2 separate regions of the Capra hircus genome follow, and region 2 is linked to region 1. Evidence: chromatin contacts called from public Hi-C data. All regions are on one chromosome and are shown on one strand. Each heading gives the region's core, a stretch centred on a gene start, on an enhancer-like site or on the middle of the called end of the contact. The rest is flanking DNA. Distances are from core to core; before and after follow the strand shown.

Region 1 (7,874 bases), core at 3,381-5,880:
ATAAAGACTTCCCACTGTACTCAAAGCCAGTTTCTCCAGAGCCGCCCACAGGATGACTGGAGGTGGATCATGTTCCCCTGACCCAGCTTTCTGTCACCTCTGACCCTACTGCCCCTTCCTCAGCATCAGTTTGGAGCTAGGAGTCTGTTACTGCCAACTGCAAGGGACTCGTGAGACGACTTCTCAACTCTTGCCCACGGATGTCAAAATATCCTCAAAACATATTTTCCCTTCTCCATGAAGGGCTCACCAGCTTCACTTAATCTAGTGGGTTGCCACAAACCAGACCTCCCATGTTCAGGAGAAAAGGGGGCCTCAGGCCCCACGACCGACCTGGGTGTGCACAGCCCTTCTCCTCTGATAAAGCTCCACTTACAGTCAGACGCAGCACATGGGAGGGCTGACCTGGCCCCGAGAGAGAAGCAGCTGGGTGTCACGGGGCCACCTGGGGATGGAGTTTAGCAGGACGAGACCTGGAAATACTTCCTGGAAGTCTTTTCATTTTGGAAAGCTGTGCTTTGCTTCTGCTGCTGCTGCTGCTAAGTCGCTTCAGTCGTGTCCGACTCTGTGCGACCCCATAGACGGCAGCCCACCAGGCTCCTCCGTCCCTGGGATTCTCCAGGCAAGAACACTGGAGTGGGTTGCCATTTCCTTCTCCAATGCATGAAAGTGAAAAGTGAAAATGAAGTTGCTCAGTTGTATCTGACTCTTTGCGACCCCATATACTGTAGCCTACCAGGCTCTTCTGTCCATGGGATTTTCCAGGCAAGAGTACTGGAGTGGGCTGCCATTGCCTTCTCCAAGCTGTGCTTTACTCCTCTCAAATTCTCTGCATTTTAGCAACAATGAGCATGGAACCACAGCCTGTCAGCCTGGAGCAGCTTTGTCTCCTCACAAAGGCCCCAGGCGCTCCTTGCTGCTCTGCTCTACACAGGGGGAGTCTTCTTCCTTCAGCCCCACAGACCATGGCTGGTGAGGCCAGGTGACGAGGGAGGTGAATCTGGGGTCCAGAGCCCGTGGGCAACACCCCAGAAATGGACATCAGCAGGGAAGGCCCCACACCAACACCTGAGACTTTAAAATTAACAGCAAAATGCATTACTTCCCAGGTTCAGTGTGGCTCAAAGAATTACCTGGATATATCTGTCCATAAACCCCAATGGATTTTGGTAAGAACACTCACTGGTAGCCAAGATCAGTACTTGTCCAAATTTAATGCCTTCTCACTGCTAACCCACTAGCTGGCATTTCCCCAGGACAGCACAGAAACAGTCTTGCCAACAGAACCAGCCAGCGCTGGGAGTGATTAGCAGGCACGCACCTCTTTTTCTGAGTACAGGGAACGGGCAACAATGTCTAAGAGCTTCTTCGTCTCAGCCTGGAACTCGTGTTTGGTAGCAGAACCTAGTAACAAACCACAGACGCAACCAGGAAAGTTTAACGTCTTTTTTCACAGAAGAACATGCTTTGCAACATTCAAAAAAATCTTTAAGATAAGGAGTTTTAAACATTTTTCAAAACAGTGAACAACAACAAAAAACCCCCAACCATCTGGGGCTCAGACAGAAGAGCAGATCAGGAGTTCCCTTTCCCCGAGAAGCGTGGACAAGCCCGCACCCACCCTCCTCGCCGGAGCCTGCAGGCCTTAGGTTCCGCTGCTTGGAGAAGCTGTCGACCTGCCTCCACAACCAGACCCTGGATTCGATTCTTGAATGCGGTGGTTTCCAGATTAATCATTTAGAAAGCAAAGGAGAAAACCTCACTCCTCTTAACCCAAGCATTAAATACTCTGTTGCTGTCTCATCTGAAAGCCAGAAACGGATTCGCGGCAGGACCGGCTCCAGAGCCTGCCCTCCACACGTCCCGGGAACGCAGGGCCGTGCTGAGCTTCCGTCCGCTTGGTGATCGTTAGCAGATGTGCAGGCGCCTGCGCCAACTCCCGGTGACCACCAGAGGGCGCCAAACGTGCCAGGATGGAAGTCAGAAGCGCCGGGGAAGCCGGAAATGCAGGAGGCATTGTTTTGGGACCCCTCCCTCCAACCAAGCCCTTCCTTCGTCTGAAGTGAGTGCGTGGCTCCCTCAAGCACGGCTTCTGCCTCAGTACCCCCGCGGGAGGCAGCGTTCTCCGGGGCCCCTGACCGAACGCCCCAACCCTGCACCAGCCTCACCCTGCACGGCCTCCGAGCTGCTGATGACCGAGTGCAGGGGCCCCGCCTCCGCCTGGTCCTCGGCAGCCTGGGAGCTGAAAGGCCGTCCCACGTGGAAGCTCGAGGCCAGGCTTCGCCGGGGACCCCAGGACTGAGCTGGGGGCCTCCAGGGACACAGAACTGGTTTTCCTGAAAAGACAAACATGAGGAAGAAAGAATTAACAGGACATCAGGACAGAATACCCTGATTTGTTCACACCAAAGCCGGCTCCAGAGACCAGTGTCACCCTGGAGAAATCGGAAGTGACAAGCTCCGTGCATCTAGCCGGTAGTCGGCAGGTAGTTTTGCTAACACCGCCCCACACATGGCAAATACCAAGAACGCAGAGAACTCGCGGCAGAACGGCAGGAGCAGGCAGGCACCTTCTGACGCCACTTCCCACGTGCGCCCCGATTTGGTGCACAAACCCACCAAACTCAACGTGCCTCCATGCTCGCAGCCCCTCCCAGAGCCAGAAATAACGACAGGCCAGCCTTCCTTACTGTGTAACTAACATGGAAAAAGGAGAAAAAATACTCCCTAAGAGGGAGACAAATTTTTAGATGTGCATGTTCCAAAACTGTCCCGTCATCTTCCAAAAAATCTTGAGTCCTTTCTTCTCCTGTCCACAAGAGTCTTTTAAATTAGTGCATTTAAAGTCTGCAAACCAGGGCATGATCTCCTCTGCCTCATAACTAGGAATGGGATTCCGTGTCTCTCCAGTTACTTTTCAGTAACTCCCTTCAGCACAGTGGACCGAGGAACCACGGCGCGGGGAGAAGGAAAACCCACCCCCATGACACTGCACCCCGGCCCGGCGTGGCTGCCAGCGCCACAGAAAGACACACGGCCCCTCCACCCAACGGGCAGAATTCAGCCAGTCCTCACCAGCACCCTGAAGACACTGGCCGGGGGCCGGCACTGTGTAGAGGGGCTCACTGCCCAGCACTCTGAAGGCTCCTAACACAGGACACTCCGTGTCAAAGTCTAGGCCACGACAAGCTGCGGCTGCCAGTTACACACTACGCACGTGTGGCGCTCAGGGAGGAATGAGTTAGAAGTAACTCGTGGCTTTCTAAATCAATGTTATCAGCTTCCACATTCCTACAAGGTGTAAATATCTGCCTTCTGTTTAAGCTTATTTTTGGATTTATAGATAACACACACTTTAGCCTTTACCTATATGAGGAATACCTTTAAAACCAGCCTAACTTAGAAAACATTCAGTTTCCAGATAGCTTGAATATTTAATTCTCTGGCCTAGCTGCACTGTTCACTTAATCCATACAGCTAACCCGTTCCCCCTAAAAAACTGGGTATTTCTTCTGGAATTAAGTGGCATTTGGTTATAGCATTCAAGTCTGCACCAGCCCAGGCAGGGCTGCTGGGGTCCCCATGGTCCCAGATGGCGCTGACGCAGGACGTACGACGCCAGCAGACTGTGTGACCCACACCGTCTCCCCTCCCGGGACAGTGCTCCTGGCTCCCCACAAAAGCTGGGGACCCTCTGCTTTAAACTGAGGGGACTTCAGGCTGAAATCAGTGAGGGATGCGAGACCTGGCTGGGCCTCAGGATGCAGTGTGGACTCAGCTCTCCGTGGAGCATCGCCCTCCACGTACGAGCACTTGGACCACTGAAACTGGGAGTGACGGGGAGGCCCCCAGAGGAAGGTGGGAGGCAGCCCCGGAAGCACAGACTGGCAGTGTTCCTGATGCTTCCACGTAAAAAGTCCGAGGACACTGAAAGTATTTTAGAGATTCTTACATCAAACCGCTTCCTGTTCAGGGGCCTCAGGAAAGGACAGAGAGAGAGAGAGCGAGCGAGCCTGTGTGTCTGTCTGTGTGTCTGTGTGTAAAGGACAGTGTGTGTGTCTGTCCGTGTCTGTCCGTGTATGTGTCTCTGTGTGTGTGTAAAGGACAGTGTGTGTGTGTGTGTCTGTGTATGTGTCTCTCAGTTGTGTAAAGGACAGTGTGTGTGTCTGTCCGTGTGTGTCTGTGTCTGTGTGTAAAGGACAGTGTGTGTGTGTCTGTATGTGTGTCTGTGTGTGTAAAGGACAGTGTGTGTGTGCGTGTGTGTGTAAAGGGCTGTGTGTGTGCGTGCACACGTGTGGTGTCCCAGGGCGCCTCCTTCCAGCAGTGGCTCGCAGGCGCGCTGACCCTGGCCCGAGCCTCCCCAGCTCCTCCGCCGCCCTTGCCCTGGCATACCCAGGGTCCTTGGCCTTCCAGGTGGCCCCCTGCCTGCACACTGCTCCATGCAACCTGTCCCATCTCTTAAACTCAACACCTTCATCTTCTGATACAAACTCCATCTTGGTATTTCTGATTTCAGGGGACTCATTCCTGAACACAACCCCACCAACTCCAAGGGCCTCAGGCTGGCCTTCCAGGACCCCACCAAGCAGCACCCAAGACCTCCAGGGCGCACCCCTTCGTCCCGGCCCACAGGCCTGCAGCCGCCCACCCTGGGGAAGGAGCCCTGGCCACAGCCCTGCCCTGCTTCCTGTCCTACCCCCTGCTCAAAGGACTCGGTCCTTTTCTCATCATCTGCCTCTTGGTCCTGTCAGGAAAGAACAGGTCACATTCCCTCACGCCCAGTTGTAAGCCATCTTCATCCCCAAAGAAAACCAGAAATCACACGAAACTGAACAATTCAGTGGATAACAGCGCCTCTCCTTTCAGACCCCCAGGAACTACCTGTTTTAAACCTGCTCCCAGACTGGGGAAGGGGCTGTTGGATTATGACCGGCACACTTTATTTCCAGTCTTCTGTGCATAAATATTTTTATCAAGAACACATCTTACGGCTTCCCTGGTGGCTCAGTGGTAAAGAATCCACCTGCTAACGCAGGAGACATGGGTTTGAGCTCTGGTCCAGGAAGATCCCACACACCGAGGGGCAACTAAGCATGTGTCCAACTATTCAGCCCGTGCTCTAGAGCCCAGGAGTCGCAACTGAGCCACGTGCCACAAGTACTGAAGTCCACGCACCCTGGAGCCCGAGCTCTGAAATGAGAAGCCACTGCAATGAGAAGCCCGCACGTCACAACTAGAGTAGCCTCCGCACTCCACAACTAGAGAAAAAGCCACGCAGCAACAAAGACCCAGCACAGCCAAAACTAAACAAGTAAATGACATTTTAAAGAAAGAACACATCTTAGGAACTGCTCTGTTTTAGTACATATAAAGCTGCTTATTCTTTTTAATGAACAAATAATAATCCACTGTACTGAATGAGTATTTAGTGTTCAACTGATGGATGTTTAAACTGTTTCCTGTGCTGTTGGAAACAATGCTCCAGGTGATCAAGAGTTATCTATCGCACATTTACCCTTCATGGAAGAAAGAGATACAGGGAAATATCCACGTTTCCACTCGTTTGTGCAAAAGCAACAGGAAGGATAAACCAGAAGCTAATGAGATTGTGTATTCAATTCCTAAGGCTGTCATAACAAGGGACAGGGTGGCTTACAACCACAGAAACTTCCTCTCTCCTGGTTCCAGAGGCCAGAAGTGCAAAACCAAGGTGCCGGCAGGGCCGAGTCCTCCCGGGGCCCCGAAGGGCAGTCTGTCCACACCTCCCCCGGGCTCGTGGCTGCCTCGCCCCCATCTCTGCCTTTGTCCTCACACAGCCTCTCTTTCCTGAGGGTCTCCTCTGTGTCCAAATTTCTCTCCTGGGTCGCCGGTTATACTGGGTTTGGGGCTCACTCTAACCCAATATGACCTCATCTTATTATATCGACAAAAACCCTCTTTCCAAATAAGGTCACGTTCACAGATGAGGGCGTGCACACATCTCTGGGGCACACGATTTAAACCACAAGAAACTGGGTACCCGGGCTGTTTGCCTCCTGGGGCTGCTGTGGCAGAGCACCCCGACGAGGCCACGGAAACAACAGAAGTCTACCTCCTCCCGGCTCTGAAGGCTGAAGGAATAAAGCCCAAGCGCTGGCGGGGCTGCAGGGGAACCCGCTCTACCTGCTCCCCCGCCTCGGGGGCCTCAGGGCACCTCAGCTGGGAGACGGCGGTGTCCTCCTCTGCTCGTGTCTGCCCCTGGGTTGGAATTCCCTTTTATAAGGACACATCATAGTGGATCACGGCCCATCCTAGCGATCTTTAACTGGATCTTTGGCAAAGACGCCATTTTCAAACAGGATCGTGTTCACAGGTTCTGGGGTCAGAATTTCACCATCTTTGGGGGACTTGTGATTTGACCCATAACAGATGTGTGGGACTAGAATGGAGAAAGGAAGGGTGGGGATGAGGGAGCAGAGCTGAGGGGAAATGACATTTCTGAGCATCCTCTTCCCTCCTGACTCTCAGAACCACGGTCGTGTTTCACAAACCCAAAGAGTAAATAGTTAAGAGCAACCAGAGTGTGTGGAGAACATAAAAGGAAGCGCAAACAGGAGCAAGCACGCACAGCTGCCCGATGACTAACACAGCCGCCCTGAGAGAGCCCACCTAAGTCACGTGGCGGGGGGTCAAGGGCACAGAGCCCCCCACCCCGTGAAGGTGAGAACCCAAGCATGGCCCTCCAGTTGGCCCTCCAACGCAACCACATCCACACTCGTGGATTCCACCCAGCTGTGGACTGTGCAGTACTGCAGTCCCTACTCACGGGTAAACACAAGGGGACCCTCGCAGTTCAAAGGGGGCTCTTCAAGGGTTAAGCGTACACTGGAAAGCTAGGCTCACAAAGGACAGCATACAGTCACTGCAGCAGCAGCAGCAGCCCAAGCGCGGAGCACAAGTCAAGGGCGGGGAAGCCAGGGTGAGCCTGTCATGCTGCAAGTGGAGGCACCAGTGTAGCGTAGACATAAACGTCACGGTGCATACAAGTGTGTGACGACACACACACGTGCACCTGCTGACTCCGTCCAGGAACAGGCCCAGCGGCAGCGGCACCGCGCAGCAGAGGGAGCGAGCGGCCAGCCTGGCCTGCTCCCAGGAGATGCTTCAGCCTGGGCAAACAGGCGGGCGGCCGCCCTCCCTGGCACTCAGACCTCTAGTGTGCAATGCCTTTCGCCCACAGAAGAAACCGAGGCCACCGGAGAACACACTGGATGAGCCTGGAATGCCTGGGGCGCCAGAGGCGGTGACGGGACACGCCAGGAGGGCAAAGGCTCCCAGTGCTGAAACCCAGGACAACCTGGGCAACACAGCAGTGACGGTGGACTGGCAGCAGGCGAACAGAAGAGACGCGAGTCCGCACTCACAGAAACAGTCAGCGGAGGAGAGGCCCTCTTCCTGACAGCAGCAGAAGTTTAAGAGGAATCATGAGAGCAGGCCACCGCCGCCCGGCAGGTGACAGTCCAGACGGCAAGGGGCGGCCACCAAGCAGAAACCTGCAGGATCGCAGCGTGCCCGCCCACCCCGGCTTCGAAGACAAGAAACGGCACTTCACGGTGCAATAAGTGGCAGATCAGCTTTAACTGAGTGGCCACAGCCGTCGTCACCATCAGGAATGAGACGTGTCCACACAGCAACTCCTGGTGGCGTGAGAGGGCACAGGCTGTTGTCTGTTGTGTTCTCACCAAAACCACACCTCAAGCCAATCAAGAAACCACCAAACACCGATAGAAGGAAACCCTCTAAAGAAACGGGCCGGGACTCTTCCAAAGTGTCGCGATCCTGAAGGAACAACACAGGCAGAAGAGACACAAGTACACAGTATGGAGGGTCCTGGG
Region 2 (7,874 bases), core at 3,299-5,798, 160 kb after region 1:
CCCCCCCCACATCCCCGTAAAGCTGCTGACAAACTTTCCCCACTTGCTGGAGTTATGCTACTGAAACTTGCCAAGTATGTAGTCTCCTGAGTTCATGATCCAAGGAAATTCTGTTTCTGGATGCAGATTCATAAGATGAATATACAGATTTTAAAGATCTAGGTTAGGTTCTGGCTTTCACCCTTTGCATTACTTTCAGTAGATCACCTCTCTCAAGTCTGGTTTCTCACCTGGAACTGGCAGAAACAGTACTTTCCCTTCCCACCTGACAGGATGCTGTTGAGGATCAAACTGAAGTGATGGGGAGAAAAGAACTCTTGAGATGTAAACCTAAAAGGTCATCATTTTGCTGTAAAAGGCATTTTGGTTGGTAATGGTATTTACACCAAGTATCTTTAAATACAGTTTTCTATTGCATTTAAAGGGATTCACAGTATACAATGTAACCACAACTGCTTAGGGACATTTACTGGAGTAGGAAATGGCAACCCTCTCCAGTATTCTTGCCTAGAGAATTCCATGCACAGAGGAGCCTGGCAGGCTACCGTACATGGGGTCACAAAGAGTCATACATGATTGAGCAACTAATACACACTAGCAATACATATATAGCACGAGATGAAATATACCTATTCAACTTTCAGAAGGCAGTTCTACAAAACTTTTATAGTAGATTTGTTGAATGTATATTTGGCCTCAATAAAGCTGACCAAAAAAAAAAAAACCTCTACTGCTGGCCTAGGTATTTTTCTTCCATACTGTTAAATGATGAATCCCTGCTGCTGCAAGACAGTAATACGCTGTTTTAATTTGTAAATATTAAACACAAAAATTTCCAAAACACACAACAAACTATATACTGGTAACACAAAGTCCCACTGCTTATAAAGGGTGCCAAGTAAATGAAGATGATAATTGTGAAAAAGCATCTACATCCTCAATGTAAAACAAGAAAAGGCTACTTCTGGACCCTATGCACATCCACACTCCCCCGGCTGGACTGCAAGGGCCCTGCAGGCAGCATCCTAGCTGGTCAGCTCCCCAGCATCAGGTGTACTATGCTCGGGGCCCAGGGCCTACCCATCAGACTCAGCTAACGGACAGGATGGCTCCACAGGCCAGTCCCCAGAGACACACACTGGATCGTGACCGTCTGAGTCCCTCCTGCTTCGCCTAACCCTTCAGCTCTTCCCATCTGGAGCACCCCTCCCTCAAATTTTATCACACGAGCAGGGAACACACCTTGCTCTGCCTGGCCGAACTTCATCCCAGAAACCACATACACACATCCCCTCACTAAAATGACGCTGAGTCTCTCAGAATGTTATTGCCAGGTCTCTCCCTGCTTTTCCATCTATTCAAATGCTTCCACTCTGTGTGTGTAATGTAATTCCTTTAGTCCTTTATTTGCTTTAATATATGTCCTTAAAATCTCTATTTTAGACTAGCAATTATGGGAGACAAAGTTACACCTGGTTTAACATGTTCAATGGTGATCCCTTCCATGGCCCCCACACTAACGGACCATTTCACAACAATGTGACGGTGACGAATATGCAACCAAGGGCCCAACATAAATATAATGGTGAATTTATTCTCTGGATTATTTAAACAGAGTCATTAAAAACTGACTTTTTGGTTCCACATTCACAAAAGAGCCTCCGCGCCTTACAAGGGTCAAATAAGGGGAAAAAGTGGTCAAGAGTAGAAAATCCTTTTTGATAAAACTCTGTTGTGATTAGCAGCACATTAAGTATCTAACCATCCTGGAACAGAACTGCCCCAAAGGCCAATCCACTGTGCACCATCCTGGAAACAGCTGAAAGTATATAGTGCAACAAGCCTCTCTGTTAAAGTATCACGTTACTAATTTGTCCCTCTTTATAAAACAAAATCTAAAATAACCTCATTTAACAATAGCAAAGCTGCAAAGCCATTCAAAAGTTACCAGTTTCAGAGGACAAGCTTCAAGGCCAAACTTGTCTGGTATGATCTACATTTCATATGTTCAAAGATTTTTCACTCAAATATGTCAAGATTAATGAAGCAAAGGAGACCTATTCTGCAGTAAAATCATAGTATTTTCATGGAGTGAAATCAGAGCATTTAACTCTTGCCTGTTTCCACATCTCTCACTTCAGATAAGCCGATTTTAAAAAATTAACATCAAACTCAATTTTTATCAGCTTTTAAATAGAGTATTATTAGTGACTTAAAATCACCCACCAGACTTACTCATTCCTCTCCACTGCTTAACAAATTTATTTCAACCAGACAAGAATCTCATGACTGATATGTTTTTTGTTTTTGATTGTTTCTGTCACTTCCACATTAAGTAATAGTCTAGGAATTGTATTAAAACTGCAGCCACAAAATTCAAGTTTTGTCTCAACAGGATAAAGAGATATTTAGACCACTAGCAGAAAAACACTAGTGGTCAAAGAAATATTTGCACAAGCTGAACAGCTGTGTCTACTGCAAATCTGAAGGCACTGCTGCAGCAATATAATTCAATTTGGACCCATTCATTATAAACTGATTTTCAGATGCTGCTACTGCAAGACCGTAGTGGAGAAATGCAAGCAGCGCTGGGAATCAAATCGTGGGCAGCAGAGCACAAGTTTGTGTTTTACTGCAAAGGAGAGCTCTGAAAGAGGAAACACAACTAGTACATAACGCTACCGTGAACCAGCCCAGAAGAACCCAGAATCATTAAACCTACAGAAAACTAAACTACTTCTCTTAGGTAACTGATAGGAGTACCGAAGAAGGTCTCCAGACAAGCTGTTTAAACGATTTATTCAATATTCTGATAAAAATAAATTTTTAATGGTAATTCCTACATTCCTGAACATAATTTATATATATACATATATATATGTACATTGTAAGAACAACACAAGCTCCCCTGGAGACTGCAGTCCAGATGAATCTGCTGTTTAACTTTCTTCCGAAGTTATACACGTGAAATTAACACTCCACAGCAACTTTTATGACATCTTGCTAAGAAGTTCTGGGTTGCGAAAAATGGAATGGCTTAGGTGACCAGCGACAAGAGTTTTCAAAATAGCACTAAGCATTTTCCCAGGAAGCACATTCCAAGAAACTTATAAGTCGTAACTCACGGGCTGGCTGCTGTTAGGAAAGTCCTCTGGTCGCAGCCTTGTGTATATGTTACCGATTCAGAAAACACTTCGGGATTCCTTTCGGCAGCACTATTTCCTTCTCTCACTAGCCAGCGTACCCTCCGCTGTCATCTCTCCAGCCAGCCACGCTTGTGTGGACGGACACACGGCGGCAGTGGGAGGCAGACGGAATCACCACGCAGAATACACACGCTCCACTTTACTTTTCCTCCCTGGAAGTACCACTCAGTCTCCCGGCGAGGAGGGCTCTCCAGCTCCGGGCGATCCAAGCGCACCGGGCATGTGCCGCCCCACTCGGGCCCCATGACAGTCTTCCGACAAACTTCCCCCTCGGCGGCGGGGGTCCGGGGGAAGGGGCTGCGCGGGCCTTCGCTCCGCGGGCCCCGCACAGCCCGCAGCCGAGTTGGGGTCTCCCGGGGGCACTCACCTCCGTATGGGGCTGACAAGCAACCCCTGGGACCCCGGCCCCCCGCCCCGGCCCCCGTCTCACCTGTGCTGTCATTCGCCGAGAAGCCGGGCGAGCTGAGTTTGGCTCGTTTGGGGTTGGGCGGTCCGTCCAGCAAGTTCTCGGCCATTTTCACCTGCTCGCGAAAACAGCCCCGAGCGCGGGCGGCCGGGTCGGCGAGAGCTCCGGGGCTGGGGTCGGCGCCGGCCCCGGCCGGCTGCGAGGGGAGAGGAGCGAGCGCGAGCCGCGAGCGAGCGCCGAGGGAGAGGGAGGGCGCAGGGCCGGGTGGGGGAGGCGGCGGCCAAATCTCAGCCACAGCAACAGCGCCCCGCAGCGCTCACCGCCCGCCCCCGGCCGCCGCCGCCGCCGCCGCCGCCGCCGGCCGCGGCCCCCTCATCCCCTGCCCGCCTCCCGAGCGCGACACTCCGCGGCGGGGGCGCCCCGGCGGCCCGGCGGCCCCCCCGGGCCCGGCTGGCAGCGACAGCGCCCGGCCGGGCGGCTCAGGCAGTCCCCGGGAACATGGTGCCGCCGCCGCGCCGCCGCCTCGCTCCCCCCCCCCCCGCGCCCCACTTAATTAATTCGCTCGCGGCCCGACTACCGGGGGGCTCCGGGCTCCGCTCCCCGCCCGCGGCCCGCCGCCGCCGCCGTAAGGAAAAACAATGCGCGAAGCGGGGCCGCCGCCGCCGCCGCCGCGGCCCCCCCACCCCCCGTTCCGCCGCCGCCGCCGCCGCCGCCGCTGCCGCCGCCGCCGCCGCCGCCGCCGCGGCTCCGGGAGGCCGAGCCGAGAGGCGAGCGGGGCCGCCGGAGCGGGCGCCGAGGGCCGGGCGGAGCGGGCCGGCCGGGCGGAGCGGGGTGCGCGGGCGGTTGTGGGGCCCGGGACCGGCGGGGCCGAGTAGATCGCGCTCGAAGCCCCGGTCGGGTCCGCGACAAGATGGCGGCTGTTGATTCCTCAATTAAAAAAAAAAGAAAGTTTTTTTTCTTCTCTTTCCAGAGCCTGAACGGGGAGGGGGAGGGGGCGGGGCACGCCGGTGCGTCACCCCCCCGCGGCGTCACTACGCACGGCCCCCGCCCCGCCCCCTCCACCTGCGCCGGCCGCGGCGGAAAGAGCCGAGCGCGCTCGGACGGAAAGGGCCGAAGGCGCGGTTGCCGTGCGTCGTGCCGCCGGGCGGAGGGGCGGCCGGGCTGCCGGGCGGGGGCCGGGCCTGCGGGGCGCCGGGCGCCGGCACCGCCGCCACTTTTGTTCTGACGGCGACTGGGTGGTGAGAGCTCTGGCTGCGGCCTGGCCTCAAGCTGGGCCCCTGGACGTGGAGTCGGCTCTGACAGGGCCCGCCTGTCCCGCAGGGCGACTCTGCTCGGTCCCGGCTTCTCTCCCCGCTGCCCCGCGACTAGGCCTGGCCACTTCCCCTTGCCGGATGCCAGCGATGTATCGTGGCCTCTGCAGGTTACACATTGCCCTCTGGTTCGCCTGCGAGCGGGTGCAGTGGGGAAACTGAGGCAGGAAGTGGCGGGGCCGGAATTCGAACGCCCCCACGAGATGTGAGGGGCGTCGCCAGGCTTCTGAGCCCCTGTTCCGCAGCCCGATGCCCCGGGGGCGCCAGGTGCGACACCCTCCACCTGCCTCGGGGTGGTGAGCGCTGTCCTCCAGCCGGGCGCGCTCAGCCTGTCCCAGGCCCAGAAGGCCCCATTACATCAGGGCTTAGGGCCTCGACGGCCTTGGTGCGCTACCCTCGCCGCCCCCCGACAACCTCCTGGAGCCCTCAGGTGCTCCAGACAGGTGTGGGGTCCCAGGGGGATCGGCCCGCCTGGCCACTCCCCACAGGATGGTTCCACAAAAATCTGAGGTGTTCACACATCTCGGTTCTTTTTATCTGCTTCTCAAAACTTGCCAGCGCTTCATCCGAAGCCCTTATCTGAAAGGTATCACCAGCAACCTGTTCCCTAAGCCAGAATTCTGTGAGTCAGCGCCGACTCCTCCCTCCCTCTCCACCCACCGAGCAACCTGCCTCCCAGGTCCTTTACCTGGGCAAACCGCTCTTCCTCCCACTCCCCGGCTCCAATGGCATCTCCCCACTAAGCGTCCCTTGAAAACTATATTTCTCCCCACTCAGCACCAGAGTTAACTTCTTGGAAAGAGAAAAAAACTCTGCTTCAAAGAAACAGCATTTATATAGTGTCTGTGATGGTCTTCAAGTGTTAAGACTGAGTGATCTCACTTTCCTGTACCCGCAAAAACTAATACAACATAGTAAAGCAACTATACCTCAACTAAAAAAAAAAAAAAAAAGACTGAATGATCTTTCTACTTTTTTCTGTTTATGTATATTGTTCAAAATCTTGACTGCCCCCCTTTGCATCCCTCTTCCATTATCCATGCCTCACTCCATCCTTACTTCCCCCACACCCACACAATCACTAGGAAGTTCTTACCACTCAGACCTCTTCATACTTTTGCAACTGCTGTCCCCTGTGCTGAGAATACATATACCTGGCAAACTAACTAATGCCAAGACCCGGTTCAAATATCACCTGCTCCAGGAAGCCCTCCCAGCCCAGTTTAGAGCTCCCACAGCACTTGTGGGCATACTTCTGTGAAGGTATACCACATACATGCTCAATTTTTATCCTTCCTGTTTTTGTTTACCAAATATCCCTTGAGAATCTCCTGAGGGCATTGCCACTGCACTAACTTCTTGGGCAAAGAATAAAGAAAGAAATCCCCATCTATTCAAAGAGGCCAAACAGCAAGTCCTGGAAATCAGAAACAAACATTCAAGAAGTCACTGCATAAGAAGGCAGGAGGTGTTTAGAGTCACAGAGTAACACAGGGGACAGCAGCAGCCTGTATCTGAATGTGCCTGTGTGTCCCTCTCACCACAAGTCTGGGAGCCCTGTGAGGACGAAGGCCAGGTCTTCACAGCACAGTGCCCTGCAGGAGGCAGGTTTGTAAAATTTGATGAATGAATGAATGAACAGTGTCAGGCTCCCCTGAGGCCTAGAGGTCTCAAGGACACTGAGAAGGTTGGATTCCAGCCTGAAGCAGCTCCAGGCCATTTCCCCACAGAGGGGACAACATGTCAGGTCACTTAGAGGCCTCAGCCAGGGCCTGCTTGGGTCAGTAGGAATACCTCCAGGCCCTTAGAATTCCTGGGTAAATGGTTTACACAACAGTGGGCACATGAGCTTGTGCCATCCTCGCACTCCCAGAGGGGGAAATGGAGGGCACTTGTCCCTAAGACTCAGGTAAGTGACCTGGACGTGTCAGGCCTGAGCCTGAAACACAGGTCTTCAAACCCCATGTTCTGGCCTCCCAGCCCTGAAACATACCTGCTCTACAGCCCTTTTTCTGTCTCACTTGTATCCTTTTGTTCCATTCCTCTGGTATTTCCTGATATCTGCTGTTTCTTTCCTTTCTACATCTTCTCCCCTTAGTCTGACTCTTGTCAAAGAACACAGCATTCAGACATGGGTGGGGGAACAGCACGGGAGGAAGTATGGCTCCCGCCTGCCCACCTTAGCCCGGGATCAAGGTTGACACAGACAAAAGGGACCCAGCAGTGTTGAGTGTCTTCTGTATCCCAGGCCGCCCTGCCATATGCTCCACTCAGATCAGCACTTCCCACAACCCTGGATGGAAACATCACTGTCCTCTTTTTACAGAGGAGGGAATAAGGCCCAGAAGAGAGCCACTCAGTCACTAAGGGGCTCCACAGGGTTGCAGACATGAGCCTGCCTGCTCTCTCCAGTCTCAGAGGCCATGTCACCAAGGAATCCCCATTTACAGGATGCTTCAGGGCGCAGGAGAGGAGCAAGAGGTAGAAACAGATCAGGAGAGGTTTACCTGGGAAAAGTTCGTTCACATCCATCAACTGATGAATGGATAAATGTAATGTGTTATAGCCACACAATGGAGTATTATTCAGCCACACAAGGAATTCAGAATGGACACAGCTACAAGATGGACGGACCTCGAGAAAGTGATGCTCAGTGAAAGAAGACAGTCATCAAAAGACTGTATATTGTATGATTCCACTTATTCAGATGTCCAGAATAGGTAAATCCACAGACACAGGAAGTAGATTCGCTGTTGTGGGGGATTGCTGGGGAGAGGGGGAGACAGTGAATGGTAGCCAAAAAATACGGGGTTTGTGTTAGGGTTATGAAAATGCTCCAAAGTTGATGATGATGGTGGTTCACAACTCAGAACTGAAAACCACTGCAATCTACACTTTGGGTGAATCACAGGGTACATGACCTCTGTCTCAACCAAGCTGGTTAACAGCCTG

What was found. A called contact is a pair of places that touch in the nucleus more often than the background predicts.
Region 2: a Hi-C map of blood shows a contact between it and region 1, with 4 times the contacts expected there. The contact joins the promoter of CREBBP here to the enhancer-like site in region 1. A contact is called at or near these places in 2 of 5 Hi-C or Micro-C datasets (both in blood).

What each region holds. Positions count from the first base shown.
Region 1 is chr25:2,931,146-2,939,019 of ARS1.2, forward strand. TRAP1 (heat shock protein 75 kDa, mitochondrial) reads right to left here. Exons shown (of 18, transcript XM_018040241.1): 2 at 2,169-2,336; 3 at 1,322-1,404. Among named protein-coding and RNA genes, the nearest start is that of TRAP1, 29 kb to the right of the region's middle. Within about 2 kb of position 4,631, at least 1 of the 5 cell types and tissues checked has an H3K27ac peak or open chromatin away from gene starts, as enhancers often do.
Region 2 is chr25:3,086,399-3,094,272 of ARS1.2, forward strand. CREBBP (CREB-binding protein) reads right to left here and starts at 4,549. Exons shown (of 31, transcript XM_018040244.1): 1 at 3,637-4,549. The coding sequence starts at 3,721.